2 separate regions of the Zea mays genome follow, and region 2 is linked to region 1. The links are chromatin contacts, called in public Hi-C maps. All regions are on one chromosome and are shown on one strand. Each heading gives the region's core, a stretch centred on a gene start, on an enhancer-like site or on the middle of the called end of the contact. The rest is flanking DNA. Distances are from core to core; before and after follow the strand shown. Region 1 holds the start of LOC541694 (myc transcription factor 7). Region 2 holds the start of LOC103637695 (probable ADP-ribosylation factor GTPase-activating protein AGD8).

The links. A called contact is a pair of places that touch in the nucleus more often than the background predicts.
Region 2: a contact with region 1 is called in a Hi-C map of tassel, with 7 times the contacts expected there. The contact joins the promoter of LOC103637695 here to the promoter of LOC541694 in region 1. A contact is called at or near these places in 8 of 25 Hi-C or Micro-C datasets (bundle sheath, ear, leaf and 1 more).

The regions. Positions count from the first base shown.
Region 1 is chr1:99,765,792-99,768,491 of Zm-B73-REFERENCE-NAM-5.0, forward strand. LOC541694 (myc transcription factor 7) reads right to left here and starts at 1,330. Exons shown (of 1, transcript NM_001348556.1): 1 at 1-1,330. The coding sequence starts at 1,191.
Region 2 is chr1:99,948,870-99,951,569 of Zm-B73-REFERENCE-NAM-5.0, forward strand. It overlaps LOC103637695 (probable ADP-ribosylation factor GTPase-activating protein AGD8), which reads left to right and starts at 1,314. Exons shown (of 7, transcript XM_008660358.2): 1 at 1,314-1,672; 2 at 1,824-1,942. The coding sequence starts at 1,373.

The DNA.
Region 1 (2,700 bases), core at 80-2,579:
CGGGTTCCTCCGGGCGTTGCTGTCGGCGCCGAAGCTGAGGATCTCGCCGGACTCGGGCTTGAAGAACGGCGGGGTCGCCGCCAAGGAAGGAGTGGACGCGAAGTCCGAGAAATTGAGCTCCCGGCGGAACGGGCCCTGGTGCGCCTGATTCTGGTGCTGGTGCTGCCGCTGCTGTGGAGCAGCCGGCGCCGGCGGGGGTGGCGGCGCGTGCACGGAGGGGCTGGGGTTCTCCGTGAGCGTGCTCGTGCTCCCGTTCTCAAAATGGATCTGCGGCGGATGCGGCGGAGGCTTGGAGACGGAGATCTCGGCCGACGGGTGCGACAAGGAATCCTTGATGTCCATGACCGGCGCGTCGGCGAGCCATAGCATGGACGGGTCCGTCTCCGCGTGGTCGGCTCCGGCGGCGGGCTGCTGCGACGACGGCGCCTGAGGCTGCACGGGCGGCCACGAGCCACCCCCTGCTCCGCCCCCAAAGAGCGAGCGGATCTTAGCCATGCTCTCGGCGGTCTTGAACACGACGTCGGTGGAGCCGAGCTCGAGCACCCCGGTGCCGACGGGGAAGCAGACCATGGTGCGGAGGCCGAAGTTGTAGGCCTGACGCGCGCGCTCGCACGGCGCGGAGGAGAGGCCAGAGGCGATCCATGTGGGCTGCCCGGCGAAGAGCGCCTGCCCGGGGAGGCCCGAACCGTTGAGAAACGACTGCGTCATGGAGACGAGGAAGAACCACTCGGTATCGGTGACCTCCTCCTCGACGGCCTCGTCGGGAGCCGCCGCCGCGCCGGAGATGAGGGAGTTGAGCTCGCGGAGCACGCGCTTGCGGTGCTCCTGCTCGGCCTGGGCGGAGGGCGTGAGCGGCTTCTGCTTGCGCTTGTCTTCGTCGCAGCCCTTGTAGTAGCCGTCCCCCCAGCCGAGCAGCGAGGCGCCGGTGGCGGAGTCAAGGGAGGACTGCCAGAAGATGGCGTAGGTCCAGGTCTCCCTCGACCCCTCTATCATGGCTTGTAGCCTCTGCTGCAGCGTGTCCTGGTTGAACCCGGGAGCCGTCGCCGCTGGCATCTGCGGCGGCGGCGGCGACGCCGCGGCGGCCGACGAGTTGCCGCCCCCGGCCGGCGCTCCCCAGGGGAAGGTGGGGAGGTCGGCAGAAGCCATGAAGGCCTCCATCATGGAGGCGTTGTCGTCCGTCCACAGGTTCATGGGGGAGGGCAAGGTGCAGTAGACCCGACGGAAAGAGGAGGAGAAATGGTGGGTGGAGACTGGGAGAGAGAGAGGGCGAAGGGGAAAGCGAAGGAAATGGTTCAGAATGCGGATTCCGTGGGATTATGGCGCAAACCCGAAAACGCCCGAGCCAAGGATGGGCGCTTGTCTCGCTTCTTGTCCGGCTGGGCGAGGGCAAATACGGGAACATGTCGTCGCCCGGGGTCAGGGCGGGACCAGGTAAAACGGGTAATCCCTCAGGTTGATTTAGGAGGGCAAACCTACATTCCAGGGCCAGGTTTGTGTAACCGCCGGGTTCCTAGCCCGCCTCCTACGAAATGGGCCCGGTTGTCAGTCAGATATCATGGTGTATAGGCCATAGGAATTAGGAGACATTTTCGTGGTTATTAAGGTTGCATACTTTGCTAAATCTCACGTGGGACTCGATAGGAGATCAAGCCCGCCTAGTGAGCTAGTCGAAGATATAGAACCTATTTGTTTTAACTTATAATACATCTGGAACTCTATATTATACTCTCTCTCTATTTTAAATTAAAATTCATTTACATAATTAATGAATGCATACAATACACATAGTATTTAATTTATATGTTATATATGTATATATATATATATATATTCATCATCCATTTAAATATAGATATAAAAACAAGAGCTAAAACGACTACTGTTTTGAGACAGAGAAAGTATAATTTAACTTAAATAATCTAGATGGGAAATAAACAGACACGTTATTGAACCTGATTTTATATAATCTAGAGGTTAATCCTATACATATGCTTACTTTAGCTTATTCGGTAAAAAGACCCACTATCGTGATAACTTGAGGAGGAATTACCTACCATTGCCACACCTTACACACACAAAATGTTTCATCTATTTTTCATTGCTCCCACTACGCAGCACATGAATAAAAGCAATATCTATACTACCTATTAAGACTCTAAGGGGTAGGCTGCCCCTGACATGTTCTGCCTTCCAGCGATCTGGACCGTCCAATACGCCATAAAGTCCCTCTGTCGTCCGATGTGTGCGCCCTCTTCCCCGACGCACACCTGCTCGCGATTCCTGTTTTGCCTCCCCTATTCGGATCCAAAACCCTAAGCGGCGGCGGCGCGGCGCCCGCAGCCTGGATCCCAAGTCCCGCTCCCCCTGTCAAGCAATCGTTCCTCCACTATGCTTACCTATCCCACGCCGCGTCGGCCTGCTTGTCCGCCCTCCCGCTCCCCCGGGGACCGTTGGTCGTCGCTTTCCAGGGGCCTCGACGTGCCCAACCTGACGAAGTGATGCGGGAGGTTCGTCTCCACCACGCCCTGCCCCAGGCGCTTCGACCTCCGCCTTCACATCCATCGCGAGCATGAGGCGGGCAAGACGGAGTCGTCGTCGAGCTCACCGTGCACAGCCGTTGTCGCAATTCTGAGATGTTTCGTATCCCCAACCAAAAGCCTTTGCCGCCGCGAGACCTGTTCGTGCTTCGCTCCTCCTCAT
Region 2 (2,700 bases), core at 64-2,563, 180 kb after region 1:
AGATACCTGTTCACACATTATACTCCAGAAACACTGTTAAATCTTGTTTTTGAGGACCTTCGGAAGCCGAAGGCCCCCAACAGTCGTCATCTTCATGGTAACCTAGCTTTTGTTTAGCCTTTGTAAACATATCACTCAAGGAGGGTGTACCAACGAATAGCACGGGCACGTGTCACATGTCAATGAACTTAGCATTTCCATAGGGATCTTCTTCCACATTGCCTCCATGACCATGATATATGCTCAAAAAATTGTCCATCATTCAGTAACCATTATTGATGGTTATTCCCTAACCACCACCCACTAATAACTAACTACTAACTAAGTGCTAACTAATAACTAAATACTAACCAACTAATAACATAGTACTAAGTATAAAATTTGGACATCACCTCCCTGTATGGGGAGGTTACTAAAACCTCCAAATTCAAATCACATTAAACACATGGCGACCTCCATCACCTCAATCAAATCCATATTTATCACATTCAATAAAACTCACATTTACCACATTCAATCAAACTCGCGTTTATCACACTCAACCTAGTTTTTGAACTAAATAACTAACTAAAATCCTAACCAAATAACTAAAATATTAACTATATTAGCTACATACCAAGTTTTCAAACTAAATTAAAACTAAAATACTAATTAAAATACTAACTAATTAACTAAAATACTAAATACCTAATAAAAACTAACTATATATTTAAAATACTAAAAAAACTACCAATGATGGTGGTGGCGTGGGCTGCGACGCAGCTGGGCAGGGCGTGTCGCGAGGATGGAAGCGGCCCACAGCCGCGACGGCGCCCGAGGAGGAGTGGAGCCGGCGTGGCTCGAAGACAGCCGACGCGGGCACGCCGAGTCGCGGCGGTGCCTGGGGACGGGTGGAGCGGCGTGTGGTGGCATGGCGACGGAGAGGGCCAGCGAGCGCAGGAGCGTCAGAGAGGAGAAGGCAAAGAGACGAATGGAGAAAAGCCAGGAAGAACTGATCCGGTTCGGTTTAAAGGGGTAGGCGCCACAGATCTTGGTGCTTACCTCCAAACACGTTGTTGTATAGTTTAAAGGGGGTAGGCGCCAAAATCTGTGGCGCCGCCTACCCCTACCACGTGGGCGCCATATGTCGTCACCATGTTGTCGGACGTGTGCTAGACTTAGATGTCAATGCTATTGACGTCGGCCCGTGTTAGTTAGGCGTCAATAGTGTTGGCGTCGACCTATATGTCATTTTTGAAATGAAACTGAAAAGAGTATATTTCTGAAAATAAAACCGAAAATGGCTAAATTGTAAAAAAAAAAAATTTGGCCGGTATGTGTATGTCTAGGCTCTGCCGCTCTGGGGTCTAGACGACAACGCACGCAAAGGCTGATGCGTATCAACGTATGCGGATGCAGGGGCAGCACCGTCCACCTCCACCATCTTTCCTCTTCCTCCTCGCCTCCACCCCTTCCCTTCCATCTCCTCCCACCCGGCGACTCCTCTTCCTCTCTGCCGCGCCGATCGATTGGCCCACCCATCGATCGAGCACGGGGAAGAAGATTCCAGTCCGGAGTGGTTTCAATTCGGTCGGGTTCGTTGCCCGTGTGGGTGGGCGCTATGGCGGCGATGGATGCCTCGGCAGATAAGAACGCCGTCTTCCGCAAGCTTCGCGCCAAATCGGACAACAAGGTACTGTGGATTAGATTGGATTTTATGGGTGATCGATTTGATTGTGGAGTCGGGATTGATCGCACTTTCTTTTGCTCTGTGTGAGTGCCGCCTGTGCAATATTTTTTGTGTGTGTGCGAATTCCGTTTCTGATGGCGGTGCAAGCGTGCAGATGTGCTTCGATTGCAACGCCAAGAACCCGACGTGGGCGTCCGTCACCTACGGCGTCTTCCTCTGCATCGACTGCTCGGCGGCGCACCGCAGCCTCGGCGTCCACGTCTCCTTCGTCAGGTCGCCTCGCCTCACCTGCTTCTCTTCTCTTCTCACACCTGTCCACGTACGTGGACCTGTGGCCATGCCTAAATGCTTGTAGTATACTGTACTAATCTGCTGCAGTGGATTGATTGATCACATGCACATAGTAGTAATATTAATCTGCTGCAGCAGGTACCGTGACTGATTGATCACATGTTCATATGTACAAGTGCAATATATAATAAATATGATTATTTGAATGAAAATTCTGAATTTTTTCTACTTGATGTGTTTTCTGCTTCTCTTTTTTTCAGTTTTATCTGCTTATAAATTATTTTTAGTGTTCTGGTATGCCTGGCACACTTGTTTGGATGACATGTCATATGTAGTACCGAAGTCTCTTGTGATATGGTGTGGCATATACATGTCCCTGTTTGTTTGAGCTTTTTCCAGCTTCTGGTCACCAAAAGCTGTAGACTGTCAAACGCTCAGCTTTTTAGTCCGTTTCTATAAAAATCGATTTGATAAAAACCCTTCAAAATCAACATAAACACAGAATCGATGAAGTCGTTGCAATAGTAGGAATCTTCCACGAACTCTATGGACACTTTCATCTTCCTCGGCATGTAATCCCCACGATACTTAGATTCTCCTCACAGCCAGATTCTTTCCACAGCCAGATTCTCAGAAAAGCTGGTCAAAAAAGCTGAACCAAGCAGGCCCACATGTTACTAGGCATTATGCTATGCATGATGGAAAGGTCCAAAATTTCGCTTTACTTCCATGTTTACTCG